Linked DNA regions of Mus musculus: all the other regions are linked to region 3. The links are chromatin contacts, called in public HiCAR-type, HiChIP or PLAC-seq and promoter capture Hi-C maps. All regions are on one chromosome and are shown on one strand. Each heading gives the region's core, a stretch centred on a gene start, on an enhancer-like site or on the middle of the called end of the contact. The rest is flanking DNA. Distances are from core to core; before and after follow the strand shown. Region 1 holds the start of Serinc5 (serine incorporator 5). Region 2 holds the start of Zfyve16 (zinc finger, FYVE domain containing 16). Region 3 holds the start of AW495222 (expressed sequence AW495222). Region 4 holds the start of Ankrd34b (ankyrin repeat domain 34B). Region 5 holds the start of Fam151b (family with sequence similarity 151, member B).

Region 1 (3,545 bases), core at 946-3,445, 1.1 Mb before region 3:
GACTCCCCTGCCTCCTGTGTGAGGTACGTGTCGGCCCAGAGCTCTGCCAATAAAACCTCGTGCGTGTTACAACAAGAGAGGATTCTTGTGTTCGTGGGTGCTTCCTGTCCCTGGACTAGAGTGGGGGTCCCCATATTTGGGGTCCAACAAGCCAAAGATAACTTTGATTTTTCAATCTACAATATTCCATCTTTGCAAAATCATGAAGGTCCATCTAGTCTGCCAGACTTCAACACTACTGTGCTAAGAAAGAGGCACCACATAGCATCTTCAGAAAACTTGAGTGCACACCAGGCAAGCATCCTACCTCAAGCACAAACAGTAAAGCTGGCTGTACGTGACATGCCACATGTTTGCACCACAGTCCGCACAACTCTTGAAGGGGCTGAGGCCAGAAGACAAAAATCACAAATCACTTTTTTTTTTCATTTCATTTAAACACCCGCATGAATACAAGTGATGGTTAAGCCAGAGCTTCAAAGAGGCCATGTTATCCAGCCTGTTCTTAGGGAAGCTAAGAATTTGCAACTTCCTGACTCTGGAAGTTAAGGCTTTTGCTAACTTTTTTTTTTTGGGGGGGGGTATCTTAGTGTACATTTGACATGTCCACAAACTATTTATTATTTTTGGCATGTTGGGGAAGGAACTCATGCATGCTGGGAAGTTCTGTACAAAGGAGTTCCACGCCCTATCTCTCCAGGTCTTTAAGAGGCATGCTCTCTCTAGGATAGTGACATCAGTACTCAGAAACCCTCAAGCTAGTGCTTGCATAGGGCTGGCAAACAAACAAAAGCAAAACAGGAGTCCACTACGAGGTCTCTGATCCTAATCCAGTGACACTGGGACACTGGGTGAGGGGTCTCCTAAAAGAGTGGGTAAGTTCCAGCTCAAAGGTTTGGACAGTTTACCCCCCTCCCCCACCTCTTGGTCGGTTCCCACAAAGACAAACTCTTGGTGTCAGACCGGTTTCCCCAGGGGCTGAAGTTCTAAGTCTAGTGACCGCCCTGCAGCAAACAATGGAGCTCGCTGTGAAGCCCTGCGGAGGTCCTGGCTCTGAGTTACAGGCTGCCACCCAGCAGGTTGCTCCTCCCACACCTTCTTATTTTTAGTTACAGCCACTGTCTTCATAACTTTTCTTAACCGCCAAGTAGGGCTCGGTTGTGTGTGTTACTCTAAACTCCTGGATCTAAGACGCCAGAAGATTCAGCGTTGGTAATAACTAAAGCACGGATTATCAAAAACAGTTTTTTTTAGTTTCTATCTCCTAAAGTTCCCAAGACACTATAGGCAAAGGCTCTGTCCAGGGAAGGTCAAGTCCTGGGTTTTGTGCCTGAGGATCAGACGCTAGGCTAGGATTGTCAGCTAGGCGTTTTCACTTCCCAAGGCTTTAGGCAAGCTATTCAAGTTACTTATCCGCTGTCACTTTCCTCACACGGGTACAGCAATGTTTATCTGAAATACTCTTCCAACCAAAAAGGCATTGGTGTAAAAATCATACTAACAGAAATGGTTTTACATTTGAAGTAACCGTGAGAAGAGATTCAGGTAGAGAGCAAAACTTGGCACTCCCTTGGCATCCAACAAGCAAATGTTGGAATCCTCCTTTCAACGTGGGTCAGCTGAGAGGCAACTAGGACCCCAACCTAGGTTCCCAGATCGACTCTCGGTCAGAGTTCCGCGGGAACAGCAGGTGGAACAGCTAGGCGCCTGGGGAGACCTGGCATCTGAGGGGGTGCGGGAACAGAGGGGTTTCCCGAACGTGGATCTGGTAGATGCCTGAGGAGTAAGGCGATCGCAGTCCCATACCAGTGGCGCCCTCGTGGAGGGACCAGCGCAGGGCATTCGGGAGGGAGTCTTCCTCTAGGGCTACGGTTTTAACTACCAAAGGCAAGCGGATCTAGTTTACTGGATCCGGGGCGGAGGAGCGCCGCGAAACCCGGCGGGTCAGTAAAACCCGAGAGCTTGTAAAGACTGCATTCCCTTGGTCTAACTCCGGCGGAAGTGCCAGAGAGGAAGAAGCCCACTGTGCTGCCCGGAAAGGGGCGGGGCCATAGCCATCCGCCGGGCCGCTCAAGGGGCGGGGCCTAGGATATGGGGCGGAACCTACACTCGGGGCGGTCTTAGGGCGGAGCCTGTGGGGCGGGGCTTGGCGGCGGTTGTTTTCGGGCCAGGGTACGGGGCTCTCAGCTGGGCTGCTGGGCTCGGGGATAGGAAGCAAGACGAGCTTCTTCAGTCGCGCGCTCGCGGACCAAGCCGAGAGGGCCCGAGTGACGGGCCCAGCGGGCAGCGTCCCCGAGGCGAGGTCGTCGGCCGCGGTGATGTCTGCCCGGTGCTGTGCTGGCCAGGTGAGCGAGGCGGGCTGCCGCGCGGGTTATCAGAATCGCGGACACCGACGCGAGCCAAGCTCGAGTTCTGGAAACCCTGTGGGCGGGAAGGGACGCGGGGAAGCCCGAGAGGCAACCCCAGCGACCTCGGTGTTCGGCCTCCGGGATTCCGGGCTGGCAGGGCGAGCGGGTCTGGAGCTGAGGATCCCATCGGTTCCCAGGACGTGTCACCTCCGGTCGAAGCCTCGAGTAGTGGCTCTGAGTTCCGTAGCTCTCCTGCCACTGCACTGCCTGTGGGATAAATCCAGGAAAAACGTGGGGTTGGACAAGATCTCTGTTTCTGTACTCCGAGCACAACTGGTCAGTCCGAGCAGGGCGGCCGCGTTTGGCATCTCCAGGTCTAGAACATGGGGCTCTGTATTCACGAGAACGTCTGGATATCCGATTTGCAAACTCCCGGACACAAGTCTAGGCACAGGGAAGGCTCAGCCCTGCTTTATGGGTTTACCGACCGGACCCTACCCAACCCTGACTGGGCACGAGCCTTCGCTCCCTTCTTTGCAACTCATCTTGCTGGAACCTGTTTTGTAATCTTGCCAGTTAAATTCACGATATCCAAGCCATAGGAGGCTCCTAACTGGAGAGAATTATTAGGTTTTAGCCCTTTAATGCTAATTTCCCTTTTTTTTCCTGCAGGGTTAGAAAAACAACAGCGAACTAGGTAAAGCCATCTGGATGTCTTTCTCCCATGTTGTCTTTTTGTTAGGTTTTAAGGGGTTATAAAAAACAAAAACAAAACCTCGAATCTGATCGCGGTGGGTGGGCATTCAGGTGCAGGACTGGTCTTGTTTACTTTGAACGTCAGGACAATGGGAGCCAGCTGTACGTGCTGTAGGGGGTTAAGCTGTGTCTCTGGACCCATCAGGTTTAGTGGCCTATAGTAGTCCTGTCCTCTTAGAGGTGGCCCTGTATGTCAAGCTGGCATTTTTCAGAAATGAGGAAAGTGGGGCTTTTTGGTTTGAGTAAAATGATGCCCGTCCCCTCAATGTCTGGAAAGGAAGGACGAAGGAATATGACCCATTCAGGCTTTTTAGACCAAGAGGGGCAGAAAAGATTGTTTTCAGAAAATTGCAAATATTCATTCTCTCTCTCTCTCTCTCTCTCTCTCTCTCTCTCTCTCTCTTTGCTGGTGCTGTAAGTTCTAGGCAAGTGCTCTTTGAG
Region 2 (3,375 bases), core at 597-3,096, 1.2 Mb before region 3:
AGGAAGAAGGAAAACACCTTCTGGACTACTGCCTGAAGTACCTTGAGAACATCCCGGGGAAGATGTCCAAGACACTGTTGAATGTAAGAACCTGGAATACAGAGAGGATTCTGAGATAAAGATTTGTAAATCAGTAATGCACCACTGTGAATGGAAGCGACCTAGGAAAAGATACAGAAGAATATAGAAGCCTGACATGAAACAACTAATGATCCCTAAACCTGTGTGCATAAAGCTATGACCTGGGTTACACATACTTCTGTAGAACTATCCAATACACAACGCTGAAAGAAAGAAAATCACAAAACTCTGTACAACATAAATCCATTTTCCACAAAAATTGTTAAAATAGTATTAGCAAGGGGGAAAATACGGAGGAACAAGTACTAAACTAAATCTAGTGTAGGGATTATGTAAGCCTTTCAAAGCTAAATTATGTCTCTCTACATTTTACTTAAAAAGAGAAAAGGAGATAATTTTATTATTTTCCTTAAAAATGATATAAAATATTCTAACAATATAAAAATAATAAAAATATATTAGAAGGCAGTTGGACACTAGACTGTAAGGGGTATAAAATTGTGAAAGACAGTAATATGATCATGAAGAAAATGTTCAATGTACATTAGAATTAGAATTTAAAAACAACCAAGATTTTTTAATATAATAAAGTATTTGCTTCATTGTATGACTATTTTTAAGTGAATATGTGAAGAAAAAAAAGAATTTCCAGAGTTTTAATTTTCAAAATGGTAAATATTCTGCATTAACAATTACATTTTCTTGAATATTTTTCAATTGTCATTATCTTCAACCATATAGGATACTATGTGTAATTGGCATTATGACTGGGGACAAAAAAATTAGTTTTATTTGTAAGGTAGCTACTTCAAAAGATTGTTTTTGCTCATATTATTATGTGTATAGTAAAAAAATGTAATGGGTATATGTGTACAGCTTTTAAAAACATGGGAAAGGTGAGCAACACTCTTATCATTTTAAGTTTAAAATGCAACAGGGGCCAAAAAAAAAAAAAAAAAAAAAAAAAAAGGACAAAGAAAAATGTCAAAATGGTAAGCGGCTGGTTACTTTTGCACGGTGGAATGGTGACTAGCTCATTCCTAATTCCCTCCTCTAATTTTTAAATAGCTTGCCACTAAATGTGTAGTTTAATATCAAAGAGAAGGGGGAAAAAAGAAGTTATGTGAAAAATCGGACAGACACGATCAAACCACTAAACTTTTGCCAACTCGAGAAATGCCAAACTCAGCCGAGTAAGTGACGGAACCGGATGACATCACCAACTTATTCTTTGAATTAAAAGATGAAGTTAATATTTAAATTTACGGGCTGGTTTTCTGACATGGCTAACCAAGAACATGAGTCTGGAATGTAACAAATTGCAATCACGGTCGCACAAACAGGTTAACTGTTAAAAGTTAAGGTCATCTCTTCAGAGGCACCAAAGACAGCGAGCGAACACTGAGGCATCAGTGAAACGGAGGAGGCGGCGACAACAGGCGCCGCGGGGACTCGCGGGATCCAGTGCGGCCCGACCCGGCCCAGCCCAGCCCGCGATGGGGTCGGGTATCTCGGCCGCACAGAGCCCAGGGTGGCAGGCGGGTCCCGGAGGAAGGCGAGGCCGGGCCGTCGCAGCCTAGCGAGTCCGAGGCCGCCCCGCCCCTCCGCCCGCAGTACGCTGAGGAGAGGCCGGTGGCGGCTCCGAGGCTCTTACCTCCCCACACCCCGCCGAGCTCTCGGGGACTCGACGCGACGCCGCAGTGAGGCGTGAAGAGTAACCCGGCCACGACACCCAGGACAGCGCGACGCCAGCCTAGAGCTCGTCCCCAGCCGACCTAGCAGAGAAGGGCGCAGGCGCAGAGAATGCTTCCCGCTGCCACGCCCCCTCCGGGAGGCTTGATCTATGCGCATGCGCGCTGCTCGGGTCCGAGCCAGTCCACGCGGGCGCGCCGGAAGTGGCCAGGCGACTCCGTTGGGATCCTGCGCTCGGACGCTGTTCCAAGGACGCTCTTCTGCTGGCCTCAGGAGGTGACTAGTGCCACAGCTCAGCTGACCCGGCACTCCGGTTTGCACCAGCCAAATCCAGCGGCCGACACTGTATCTCACCTCCGGGCAGCTCCTAAATGCCGGTCCTTGGGTGAGCGGATTGGCCGACGCCGCCCTGCACTTCTGGCTGTACTTCTGCATTTCCAACCCTCTGTAGCCTCCAGAGCGGCTGCTGTCTAAAACCAGAAGCCAGCTACCCTCTCGGAAGGAGATGCCCGATGCCTCGCGCGCGCTCTCTGCTTCGGCCTTCGCATTTTCACCACGAGTTTTCTAAAATTCAAAGAGAGCGAAGAGAAAATTAGTATCCGGACCAGCTTGGGGACTGCTGGCTCGCCTAGGCTTTCGAGAGATTACAAGCGTTATCGCTGCTGTGATTTGTACTCAAGAGACTTCACAGTCAGAGCTCAGGTCCTCAATTCAGTAATTGGCAACTGTAGTTTATCTTTCAGAGATTCTGCATCTCTACTTCTGGTTCCCCTTCTAAACTCTGATTTTTGCCAAGAGCAAAACTTTTGGTTGTGTAAGGTGACTGGCCTGTTCTTTGACAGACAATGCAAAAGAGATGCTTCGCTTACATTAGCTAATTAATCTTAAGAATAATTCCACAAGGGCTGGAGAGATGGCTCAGCCGTTAAAGGCTAGTCTCACAACCAAAAATATAAGAATAATTCTACAAAGTACAGTGTGTATTTTCACTTTTATACGTTGGACACTGTCACAGATAAAATGGGGCCGTCGTCTTTTTGGAACCTCAATTCAGAAGCAGTGGCTTGTGCATACAAATTAGGGGCAAAAGTATATAGTACAATGTAAGGACAAATAAGAGTTATTTTAAATGAACAAAACAACATTTTAAAGTATATGCAAATCAGTTCACAAAATAGCATGTCTACCACATTTTATTGATGTTCAAACTTAATATAGCAGAAACAGTGTATTCTCCATAAATCTGTTTTACCAATTTGCTTAATTTATAGATGAATTCATTGGTGAGAATAGTGTGGATACTCTCATATCCTGGTGTGGATATAAGTTAACACAAATTCACATATAAAGTAGGACTTTTGAAAGAACCTGCTTAGTAGCCAGGTACAGTAGCCCAAATTCCCTCCCCAGGAACACCTGTAAGGAGAAGCAAGGTAAAGACAGAACTTCCAGAAGGAAAGACAGAAACCAATGGGGACCTGAGAGGGAGAGCAGTCTGTCTGTCTTTCTTGCCTCACTCCTATTCTTGAAGTATGTTCTTGATATTGAAACTATGAATCCAGTCCCCTATTTCCTCCTTCTTTTTTCACTACCTGAATTTGA
Region 3 (3,275 bases), core at 588-3,087:
GACTGCTCTCTGTGCAGGAGTCTCTCTGTGCAGGAGTCAGGCTTACACACAAATGGTCACTGAACTGACTGCTCCTTGTGAGCTGTTCTTTTAAAGACCACCAAAGGTTGCTTTGTGCTGGTGGGGTTTTCTCCTACACGTGTTAGTTAATGGATGTGAGCGCAGGCCCTGCCAGCACCACTCTCATGCCTGTGTGGGCCCTGCCTGTGCATTTCAGGTGAGCTGGGCTGGGAGCTGTACCACAGACGAGAAGATTCTGCGACGCTTTATGAGCGCATCATGAGTGCCGGCCAGGAGGAGGGCATCGGCGACTTTGGAACTTACGCCCTGAACGCTTTGAGACTGGAGAAGGCTTTCCGAGCCTGGGGCTCCGAGGTTTGCATGCTAGCATCCTCACTAACGGATGCTTACCTTACTGTATCTAATGTTGGGAGACTAGTTTTCATAGCATTACTACTATCAGTTCCAGCTAGAAGAGAAATCAAATGCCATTAAATGACTTTGAGTAGGGAAAGAACTCCCCTGCCTCTCTGCTTTCCAGATGAGCACTGACTGGGTTTGGGGGTAACGTTTATTCTGCCTTAATTCCCCCTGCTTAGTGGTGAACCCCAGACATTTTCTGGCAGGCACACGCCAGAGGATCTGAGTATCACCTCTCACATCCTTGCTTTCCCTCTGTTACGTTTCATTTCCCTCTCACAATCATCCTTAGGCGAACTAATGTCCTTTTCTTTTGAGGGACAGGGACAGTGGTCCCGTGTGTGTGGGTCTAGTCTTCCCCACCAGTGGGAATCAAGAGCTTCTCTGTGTACAATTGTTAACCACTTACACAACATTTTTATATGCATTGATTCTGCTTTGCTTCTGTCTTAGTTTCCTTCCTGTTTCTGTGGGGGAAAAAAATACCCTGACAGAAGCGAATTCAGGGAGAAAGGGTTTCTTTCAGTTCACAGGTCCAGGTTACAGTCCTTCAGAGTGGGGAAGTCACAGTGACAGTGGCTTGAGAGAACTGGTCATGTCACATCCATAGTCTAAAATGATTGCAAGCCCCTGGACAGCTGCTAACTGGCTTCCTGCACTTTACCCAGGATCCCCTGCCCAGGGAATGTGGTGTCCACAATTATGAAGGGTCTTCCCACATTGACTGTTGTCATCAAGATAAAGCCCCTATGCGCGTTCCCAGAAGCCCTTGTTCTATGACTTAGCTTTACCACGACTCTTATTTTGCATACATTCACTGGGTTCATTGAGCCCCCAACATCCAGATTCCTGTGACCAGGGTCCTATTTACCTTGTGGGAGAAACAAAACCCTAACTTTTACAGAGAACTGACGTTTTAGGGGCCATTGTAAACATGAGCTTCCGAGTGGGGACTCTGGGGTTTAAATCTATCCTTTACTTAACTCTTGGCTGGCTGGCCTGCTCTCTTATAAAATGGAGTATTTATCCTAAAGAATCAGCGCAGACGTAGAGATGGTTAGTAATGAGCCGAACAAACACACTATACAGTTAATTTCTAGGTTAACCTGAGAGCTCAGGTACTTACCCTTGGGCCTTCTCATTGATGCAAGCTTGCAGGAAGCCGGTCCTGCCTGCTGCAGCGAACTCAAGTTTACAGCCAGGACTCAGGCAAGGCCAGCTGCCCTCAGAAAACAAAACAAATTTGTCCCCATGCTCAGGAAAAAGGACAGAGAAGCCACCCCTTGAGAGTTAAACATCGCTGTATTCTAGCCTCAATTTTTCTGATGTTTTTGGTTTTTTTGTTTTTCCTTCTGCTTCCTCTCCCTGGGCTCCATTTTAGGGTCCTCTTTCCCAACAGTGCCAGAGCGCCCTCTAGTGCAGAAACATCGGCGAAGTCGCTCTGTTTCCCTGAAAAAAAAAATCTCTAATTTTGGCAGACTGAAAAATAATTTCAGAGTAACTCAAACTAATTTAGGAAATATGAGAACACTTTTATGTGGTGTAAAGTAGTCTTACGTTTATCTAGTTTATGTCGACTCTTTGGGAGGTTAGAGCAGGCAGTTCTCATTCCCATAAAGAAATGAACAACAAAAAACCCGACTTCCAGAAAGGTCCTCTGCTCATTAACACTTAACTGAGTACATCGAGGTATTCTGTTCCCATTTCTATACATTTAGCAGTTCCTCCTGAGTTCATCTCTTTCATTTCCCCTCAGTTCTCATCGTATAAATTAGAATCTTCAAAAACCCCTTAAAAACAAAACAGTGATAAAAACCCCCTAACTTCATTCAGGTTTAGAACTAAATATTGGATTTCCCCTGAATTGATGCATCCTATCTCGAGTCAGCTAGTTCTGAGCTTTAATCCTCCCTTCCCGTTTTCTTTCTAGAACTCTGCAAAAGCCAGTGTTCTGTCACCTGCTTTCCCCTCTTTACCCCCATTCATGGCTAAATGCAAGCTAAGCAAAGTTACTTGTTACTTTTTTAAAAACACAATTATGTAATTAAAATTATTACATAACATACATGAGATTCTTGTTTGTGAAACACCATGTACTAGCCTTCAAATATTTATTAAGGTAAAAGATCGGAGGCCAGAGAGATGGCTCAGTGGTTAAGAGCACTGTGTGTGCTTCTCCTGCAGAGAAGCAGAGGTCAGTTCCCAGCATCCTCGATGGGCAGCCCCGTTACTTCAGTTCTGGGAGAGCACACCTGCACACACCCACACGCAGACATGAACACATACATGTACACGCAATGAAAACAGATAAATTCATTAACACCTTTAAAATAAAAGAGCAGTGGAAACCAACCCAATGTTCAGTCTCTGTGTTTGCCATATTTAAAAATAACAGCATTTGCCAAAGGCTTCATTTGAATGGAAAATACTGCTTCAGAGACTAGTCCATAATTGGTCTTTTAAAGAATCTTTACTCAAAAACCATCCAGTGTCCTTAATTCTGGGGAGACTAATATAAGAAAGTGATGTCTCTGTTTCTATCATTGTTATGCATCAGCTCAAGGTGGGAGCCAGTGTTTGCCAGTATTTGCTGAGTGAAGGTAATGGGTTTGTTTCTGTTTTAGTAATCTCTTCATCTCCCCTCGCCCTGTACTTGCTGGGAGTGGTGGTGAACTCCTTTAATCCCCTACCTGGAGGAAGAGGCAGGCAGATCTCTCTGAAGTCCTTTTAAGGACAGCGCAGTTCTTCAGTGAACCAAATTAGCAGGCTCACCTGGGATTCAAAACCTGTTTCCCTTCCAGATGAACTGTGACACAAACCCCTTGGAAGCTGGGCTGGAATATTTCGTGAAGCTG
Region 4 (3,742 bases), core at 872-3,371, 1.3 Mb before region 3:
ATAGCTTCCAGTACTTCAGTGGTGGGTGGAGGAAGCCAGATGATAGCCTGCCAAAGAAGTTCACAGCCTCATTTCTGGAGCCTGTGAATATGTTATGCTATGTGGGGAAAGGAACTTTGTAGGTGTGATTAAATTATGAATCTCGAGATGGCAGATTATCCAAGGAAGCCCAGTGCAAATACAGAGAAGTAAGGCAGGGAGGTCAGAGGGTGGAAAGGAAGCTGAGGGGCGGAGGGAGACAAAAAAAACAAGCCAGAGCAGAGGAGTTAGGGGAAAAGAAAGATACAGAGAGTCAGAAACAGAGAGAGATACACAGAGAGACAGAGACAGACAGAGAGACAGAAAGACAGAGAGAAACAGAGAGAGAGACAGAGAGTGAGACAGAGATAGAGACAAACAGACAGAGACAGAAACAGAGACAGAAACAGTGACAGAGACAAACAGATAGACACAGAGACATCTGAATAGGATTGTGGAGGATGGGACCACTAGTCAAGGAACGCAAAGGGCCTCTGAAAGCCAGGAGCAGGGGAAACAGACGCTCTCCTAAGAACCCTCCAGAATCAACACAGCCCTGCAACTCTGCTGAATTCAGGAACATTAAAGCTGTTTGCACTTCTGACTTCCGTAACTATAATCAAGTAAATAAATTTGCACTGTGTTAAATGTGGTGATTGTCAATTATCAATGAGATTCGTTTGTGAGAGCAATCAATAAAGAACTTATAAAGTAGTGGTGAAAACTGGATAAACTTTGAGGTTTGGTAACATCCACAGAGGCTGAACACATGTTGATGTCATGAGTCACAGTTCCACTCTCAGGTGTACCCCACAAAACTGTGTCTACAGATAGGTGGGCAGGAGATGTCACCTGCTGTGTTCATAGCAGTGTCTGTGGACTTTCCCAAGCCTGAGAATAGCCCTAAATGTCTCCCAGAAGCAAAACAAATTGAGACACACAGACACAATGAACGAAAAGAAGGAGAAAAGCACAGTCATACATAACATATTGTCTGAAGTGTAACAACGAGGGTGTGTGTGTGTGGGGGGGGGGGACCCAGGCAGCGAGACATATTCCCAATGATGTTAGAAAACACACAAGCAACAAAACCGTTCTGTGCTGGCAGAGCCACCAGTCCTCCCAGGGTGCAGACATAAGGGGACCTTTGGGGTTGCTGGTAATACGTTCTGTTGTTGGCTTCAGTTTGTACACAAATCATTAGACTTGTGGTCCACACCTTTTAATATGCATGCTGTGTATATACTAATAAAACTGTTAAAAAGAGATGGAGAAAAGACCCATGCCTTCATAAAAGTTTGCTCTCTCCTTTCTGGGACTCCCCAAAGGTGTGTGAACAAAGGGTGACCCACCCCAGGTAGTCCACCTTCTTAGAGCCTGCTTCTGGTGCAACATGTCCTGAGAATATGTGACAAATGTTTATAAGGAACCATTTCACAGGAATTTTATTTAAGCAGAGGAAGTCTGCCAAAGGGTCTATTATCTTCCCCTTTGGGGATGGAAAAACTACAGACTAGCTTGATTTTAGGCAAGTATGTTGCCCAGGCTGGCCTTGAATTCTCACCTCCTTCAATACATATGAAAAGCTGAAACTATCTCGTTTACATAATTTCCTTTTTTCTTCATGTCTCTGTGGAGTTTAATACCTCAAATTTATTTTGCGAAATTTTGTTAGCTATTCCATTAAGCCTTAATTAGAGTATAATGAAATTATAAATTCATAAAATAAAAACAAAACGGTTGCTCCTACAAACGTTCAGTTCTTTAGTGAGGCTCTGGCTTTACCTGAAGTGGGGGAAGGAACCTGTGAAGGCTGAATCTCAGACCAACGAGATGGCTATGGGATGGAAGGGAACGTGGACGCAGACCCGGACCAAGGGCACGGGGACTAGTGGGGAGGGGCGTCATCTTTCTTGGGCTACCTGGGCTCTGCCCATTCGCTCTCCCACCAGTCGCAGCTGTCAAAGCTCAGTGGCCTGGAGTGGAGACGGGGCGGGGCTTAGGAGCGGAGGCGGAGCCTCGGAGAGCATCTTCTGGCCCCGGGGCCCGGACTGGCCCGCCGCCCCCACCTGCAGCGCGGCGGAGCGCGGGCGCGTCACTCCCAGCGGAAGCGCCAGCCCCGCGTCTGGCGAGGTGCGCGCCTCGCCGCTCCCGCTCCAGCGCTTCGTGGCCCGCCTGTGTCTGCAGGGCAGGGGCGGGGGCCCGGTGACACGGACAGGGGACTGAGATCGCAGTCGCCGCCGAATCGTCGACAGTCACCCAGCTCGGACGGAGCGTCCGAGCAGGAGCCGATCAGGAAGGTGAAGGACCACTGCCGAGCCGACAGCGCGTCCCAGGTCAGTCCGCCCGCTGCACTTGGGGAAACTTTGGGATGCGGTGACAGCTGCGAGACTGAGGCACCGAGGGTCGCGAGGCCGTGTGGCCGCGGTGCGCCCCGCGAACAGGCACCTGCCGCACATTTGACACCGCAGCTGCCAGTGTGGGGACGGAGACCCTGCTACCGCGGACCACTACGGGCCACCGAGGGCCAGCGGGCTTCAGGGGCCTCCCGGGAGACTCCGGCTCGCCCGCGCCCCGCCGCGCGCCTCCGGGTTCCCGCAAGTCCCCAGCTCCGGTTGGCGGCTCGCGCTCGGACCCCGCGGGTCTGCGGATTCCGCCGCCTTCGGGCCTCGCGACGCGGGAGGAGCGGCCCGGGGCCCAGGGCTGCGGGGTGGGAGCCCCGTGGCGGGAGCGGCGCGCACTCGGCCAGTGGAGCGCGCGGGTCGCGGGGTCCGGCAGGAGCGCGTGGCCGCAGGTGCCCGTGGCCGCTGGGCAGCGGAGGTACGGAGCGCGGGCTGGGGCCGCGGAGCCGATTGCAACCTCGGGCTGCAGGAACCGGGGTCGCCGGGTAGGCAGTCCGGTCCCTGCGGCTCCCGGGTGCGCACATCCTTGGCACCGGGCATCCAGACCCCTTCAGCGGAGAGCGGGCTGAGGAACGGCGCCAGCCCGGGCGGAGGACCAGTGCTGCCTGCTCTCTGGCACGCCATCTCCCCAGCGAGGGCCGAGTGCTAGGCTACGCGGGGACCACTGCCCAGGGCCTCCCGGCACAAGCCTTTTTCTTGGGCAGCTGCCTGCCCTGGCTTGGAGTGGAGGCGACGAAATGAGCACCCCGCCCCCATCCGCGCCCCAGCGCTGTCGCCCCAGTCACCTTCCTTTGCCCTTCTCCGACAGCACCTTGGACTTGCTCTCTCCTGAACTGGGGAAAATCTGAGGAAACCAGGCACGGACCTTGGAGACACGCCGCCTGCACACTCAACAGTCTGGAAATCCAGCCACCTTGGTACCTCGCCGCTTCCCAGACACTTTGGAGGAGCAGGTTTGCAATTTCTACCCCCATCCTCATCCCCTCCCCCGTCTCTGTCTCTGCTGAGGGAGGGAATCTTCTGAAGAGAAGATGGGATCTAGGCACCCATAACCTAGCCCCAGGAGGAGCTCATGGGAGCCAGCCTAGCTTTGTAGCTATGTGAGGGAAACAGCACACCTTATAAACTAACTCCTTCCCGTGGGCAGTTCCTGAATATTTCTTAGAAGACTGGAGACCCAAGAAAGCTGACTTTTCCTGGGCAGTCAGTGCATCTTTTATTTGGCTCCGACTCTCTGCTTGCTGGGAACAGACACATTTTGCTTATGACCTCTGGCTGGCCTCATTCCAGTTGCTGTCTGGCTTTGGACTGCTTGCCCATCA
Region 5 (3,546 bases), core at 401-2,900, 1.2 Mb before region 3:
TAGATGTCCTTAAGCCACAGTTATGTTGTTTCCTTTGCATAAGAAACATCTAAAGCACCAGCGCTTTTCTCTACACTTGTTCACTAAGGAAGGGCGCGCATCTTCCAAAGAGCCAGTGCCATTGTATTACAGTGTGGTATGGCTGTGTGAGCATGTGCATGAGGAGACCAGAGGACAGTCACAGATGTCATTCTTGTGTTTTGAGAGAGGGAGGCTTGCTAACCTGGAGCTTACCAAGAAGACAACTCTGAGTGGTGTGCTATCTCCTTCCATGGATCCATCTGTTCCCATCCCCCCCAGTGCCCTCCTGTACCAGGGTCCCTGGTTTTCACACAGGCTGTGTGGATGGAACTCTTGTCCTCATGCCTGCAAGGCAAGAAGCTTTGCAAATGAGCTCTTTCTCCAGCCCTGCCAATGTGATTTTGACACCTACCTCTCCCTCTTTTGTGGGCCTCGTGGGAAGAAATACCTAAGAAATTGATATTGAATTGATCTACTATGGGTTGGGAGGGGAAAAGTCTCACCTTACCCAATAAATATGCACCATAAACATTTACAGAAACTTTCTTAAAATTCACAGTACAAAACCAGAGGGAGGCCCCCAACCTTGAGAGAGTCCACTCTATTCCTTCTTTGACGTTTGATAAATATAAGAACAAATAAAAAGAGTGTGAAGTTGAAGAGAGGTTTGGTAAGATCTGGGGGAGAGGGAAAGATAAATTGATCAAAATACATTGTTTAAAATCTTCAAAGGTTTTATGCAAAATAAAGAAATATTTAATGTTTATGTGTGTGTTAAAAAGCAGAGACGGAGAGATGGCTCAGAGGTTAAGAGCACCAACTGCTCTTCAAATTTGAAGGTCCTGAGTTCAAATCCCAGCAACCACATGGTGGCTCACAACCATTCGTAATGAAATCTGATGCTCTCTTCTGGGGTGTCTGAAGACAGCTACAGTGTACTTACATTTAATAAATGAAAAATCTTAAAAAAAAATAAAATAAAGAAGGTAGAGGGCTGAAGAGATGGCCTAGCAGTTAAGGGCACTGACTGCTCTTCCAGGGGTCCTGAGGTCACTTCCCCAGCAACCACATGGTGGCTCTCAACCATCTGTAATGGAATCCGATGCCCTCTTGTGGCGTGTCTCAAGACAGCTGCAGTGTACTCATACAAATAAAACAAAACAAACAAACAAAAAGTGAAAGGTTAAAAAAAAAAGATAATGTGGTATGTATGTAAGACCTTTTTGGAAGGATCCACCCACGAATGTGTAGCAGAAATTTGAGGGGGAAATGGGCTAATGATTGGGAAGGACTAGAGACCTTACTGAACCATTTTGAACTTTTAATATCAAAAATGAATTTTCCTTTTGTATCTAAACAATCGATTTACCCTAAATTGTTTCTACCTTTGTCACACGGAGATACTCTTCGGCCTCAGTTAAATCAGCCACCACTTGAACACCCCGCAGACACTGGCATTTACAACTCAATAACAAAACAGGAAAAAGAGTAGGCGGTACCCTGCCCGCTGAACCCTCCACACTTACCCGGGCCCCCTGCACATGCTGCCATGGTGACAGACAGACGCAGCGATCTGCGCAGGTGCACAAGGTTGGCAGTCTCCTGGTTGTCTTCCTGGCGGAAGCCAGATGACCTGACCGGAACCTCTGCGCCAGTGATGTAAAAGGTGCGCATGCGCACTGGAACTGCTAGGCTTGGGGCAGGGAGAGAAGCGGGGATAGTGGGAAGAGAGGAGGTGGGTCGCGGGGAGAGGATTGCGGGGCACATTTCCCATAGTGCAGTGGTCCAGTTCTGGTGTGGAGCTACTCATTCTAGGGTACAGCGGGCTGCAAAGCTAGAATACATTACCTGACAGCACAAACGGAAGTGGTTCTCGCCCAACCCTTCAGAGAGTAAAATTTTTAAGTCACTCTGACTTGAGTGGCAATTTTGGCCTCAACCGGGTCTCCAAAGTCTCTGGATTTCCTCCAGCTCAGCCAGAAAATATAGCCCCATTGCTTTATGGTCTTTGGTTTTCTACCTGTATCTTCACATTTAAACTTACTTCTTTACAAACAGCATAAACCACACACCTCTCACCTCAAGAGTTTATTCCTGAACCAAGTATGAGTGATAATCGTTCTAGAACACGAAACCAGTTGCCCCAGACATATTGCATAGTTTAGTAGTGTTTTTCGCTGTTTAAGAAAGTTATATATCCTGGAAAATTTCAAATACTTTTGTGGAAACATCAGGCATGCAGTTTACAGCAAACTGAGTGCACGTTTCCGTTCCTATCCGACGGTTCTTGGGTTTCAGGCTGGTACTGTGTTAACACATTCCAAAAGTTTCACCTAGTCACAAGGACATGAGGTCAAGTAAGCAATGCAATTAAGGGAGCTAAACACAGCACAAGAAGATGCTGCTAGAGCTTCAACATTCCAACACCCTCACCCTGGAAGTTCTAACCACCAGCCTTGTTAGTAATGAAATTGCTATTATCAAAGTACTCCTACGAATACAGGCAAGATTTCTAATGGATTTTTGTTCCTTTCTGCAATTAGGATGCTTTTTACCAATCGCGGAGTAAAAAACGTTCAGACAGAAGCAATGGAACCTACTTACACTCCATAACCCAGGTAATTAATATAGTATGACTACACAATGCTACACTGTAAGTAAGAAATGTCACTATGAACACGGTGTGGATGACCCTGGAAAAGTTAAAAACTATGAGTCGTTGCGTATGTAAAGGAAATCACTGTCAGGTAGGCAGCTGTGCCCTGTGCTCACTGCAATGTTAACTCCTAAAAGCAAGACACAAAACCAACCTAAGATCCACCAGTAGATGAATAGATAAAATGTAGCAAGGCCCATCATGAAGTTCAGGGTTCATATAGGAGACCCTGTTATTTGCAACAAGGATGAACTGTCAGATGTTGGGTGAAGGAGGACAGGCCCAGGAAGACCAAGGCTGCATGATTTCACTTCTATCACTGACCTAAGAATGCTGACCTGGACAAAAACTGATGATGGTGGTTGCTGGTGCTGAAGGGCAGAGTTGGCAGAGGAAAGGGAGATAGTGGGGCGATGTAAGATGTCAGGACACATTTCAGGTGGGAGAAACAGATTCAAGTGTTCTCTCACACAGCACAATAATTACAGCAATTCCAATGTCTTGTGCACTTTAAGAAACAGAGAGGAATAAGATCACTGCTGCTACTACCTCCAATTCATGGGATGGCACACACGATAAAGATGACTACCTGTTGAAGATATGTGGTGGAAGAACAGGGTAGATCCGTGCAGGTGGGATCTGCACAGCATTTAGGATTATAAAGGTCCTACTGCTTCTGTCTGGACATTTTTTACTCAGCCATTGGTAAAAAGCATCTTAATTGCAGAAAGGAACAAAAAATTAACACGCTAAATTTTCATGTTTCTTTTTGCTGAACTGTACACACAAGTCAAACATTTCAAAGCCACTCAACAAAATATCAAACCTAGAATAAGTAAGCAGTTTCTGTTTTATTTCAAGAAAGTCTT

Evidence for each region. Promoter capture Hi-C pulls out the DNA fragments that hold promoters and counts their contacts. HiCAR-type assays count read pairs that join an accessible place to other places. HiChIP or PLAC-seq counts read pairs in DNA pulled down with a chosen protein or histone mark.
Region 1: an H3K4me3 HiChIP or PLAC-seq map of embryonic forebrain shows a contact between it and region 3, with 7 times the contacts expected there. The contact joins the promoter of Serinc5 here to the promoter of AW495222 in region 3. A contact is called at or near these places in 1 of 39 promoter capture datasets (hippocampal neurons) and 2 of 115 datasets of contacts at active chromatin or transcription factors (astrocytes and embryonic forebrain).
Region 2: a HiCAR-type map of astrocytes shows a contact between it and region 3, with 3 times the contacts expected there. The contact joins the promoter of Zfyve16 here to the promoter of AW495222 in region 3. A contact is called at or near these places in 3 of 39 promoter capture datasets (the C10 cell line, hippocampal neurons and pre-B cells) and 1 of 115 datasets of contacts at active chromatin or transcription factors (astrocytes).
Region 4: a contact with region 3 is called in a promoter capture Hi-C map of hippocampal neurons, with 2.4 times the contacts expected there. The contact joins the promoter of Ankrd34b here to the promoter of AW495222 in region 3. A contact is called at or near these places in 2 of 39 promoter capture datasets (hippocampal neurons and pre-B cells).
Region 5: a contact with region 3 is called in a HiCAR-type map of astrocytes, with 2.6 times the contacts expected there. The contact joins the promoter of Fam151b here to the promoter of AW495222 in region 3. A contact is called at or near these places in 1 of 39 promoter capture datasets (hippocampal neurons) and 1 of 115 datasets of contacts at active chromatin or transcription factors (astrocytes).

What each region holds. Positions count from the first base shown.
Region 1 is chr13:92,608,943-92,612,487 of GRCm38.p6, forward strand. It overlaps Serinc5 (serine incorporator 5), which reads left to right and starts at 2,196. Exons shown (of 12, transcript NM_172588.2): 1 at 2,196-2,345. The coding sequence starts at 2,319.
Region 2 is chr13:92,528,964-92,532,338 of GRCm38.p6, forward strand. It overlaps Zfyve16 (zinc finger, FYVE domain containing 16), which reads right to left and starts at 1,847. Exons shown (of 18, transcript NM_173392.4): 1 at 1,736-1,847.
Region 3 is chr13:93,717,338-93,720,612 of GRCm38.p6, forward strand. AW495222 (expressed sequence AW495222) reads right to left here and starts at 1,838. Exons shown (of 3, transcript NR_045086.2): 1 at 1,547-1,838. Dmgdh (dimethylglycine dehydrogenase precursor) reads left to right here. Exons shown (of 16, transcript NM_028772.3): 13 at 218-375; 14 at 3,222-3,275.
Region 4 is chr13:92,423,848-92,427,589 of GRCm38.p6, forward strand. Ankrd34b (ankyrin repeat domain 34B) reads left to right here and starts at 2,122. Exons shown (of 5, transcript NM_175455.4): 1 at 2,122-2,354; 2 at 3,229-3,373.
Region 5 is chr13:92,482,381-92,485,926 of GRCm38.p6, forward strand. It overlaps Fam151b (family with sequence similarity 151, member B), which reads right to left and starts at 1,651. Exons shown (of 6, transcript NM_001163627.1): 1 at 1,548-1,651. The coding sequence starts at 1,572. Gm52060 (a long non-coding RNA gene) reads left to right here and starts at 1,693. Exons shown (of 3, transcript XR_003950692.1): 1 at 1,693-1,756; 2 at 2,565-2,639.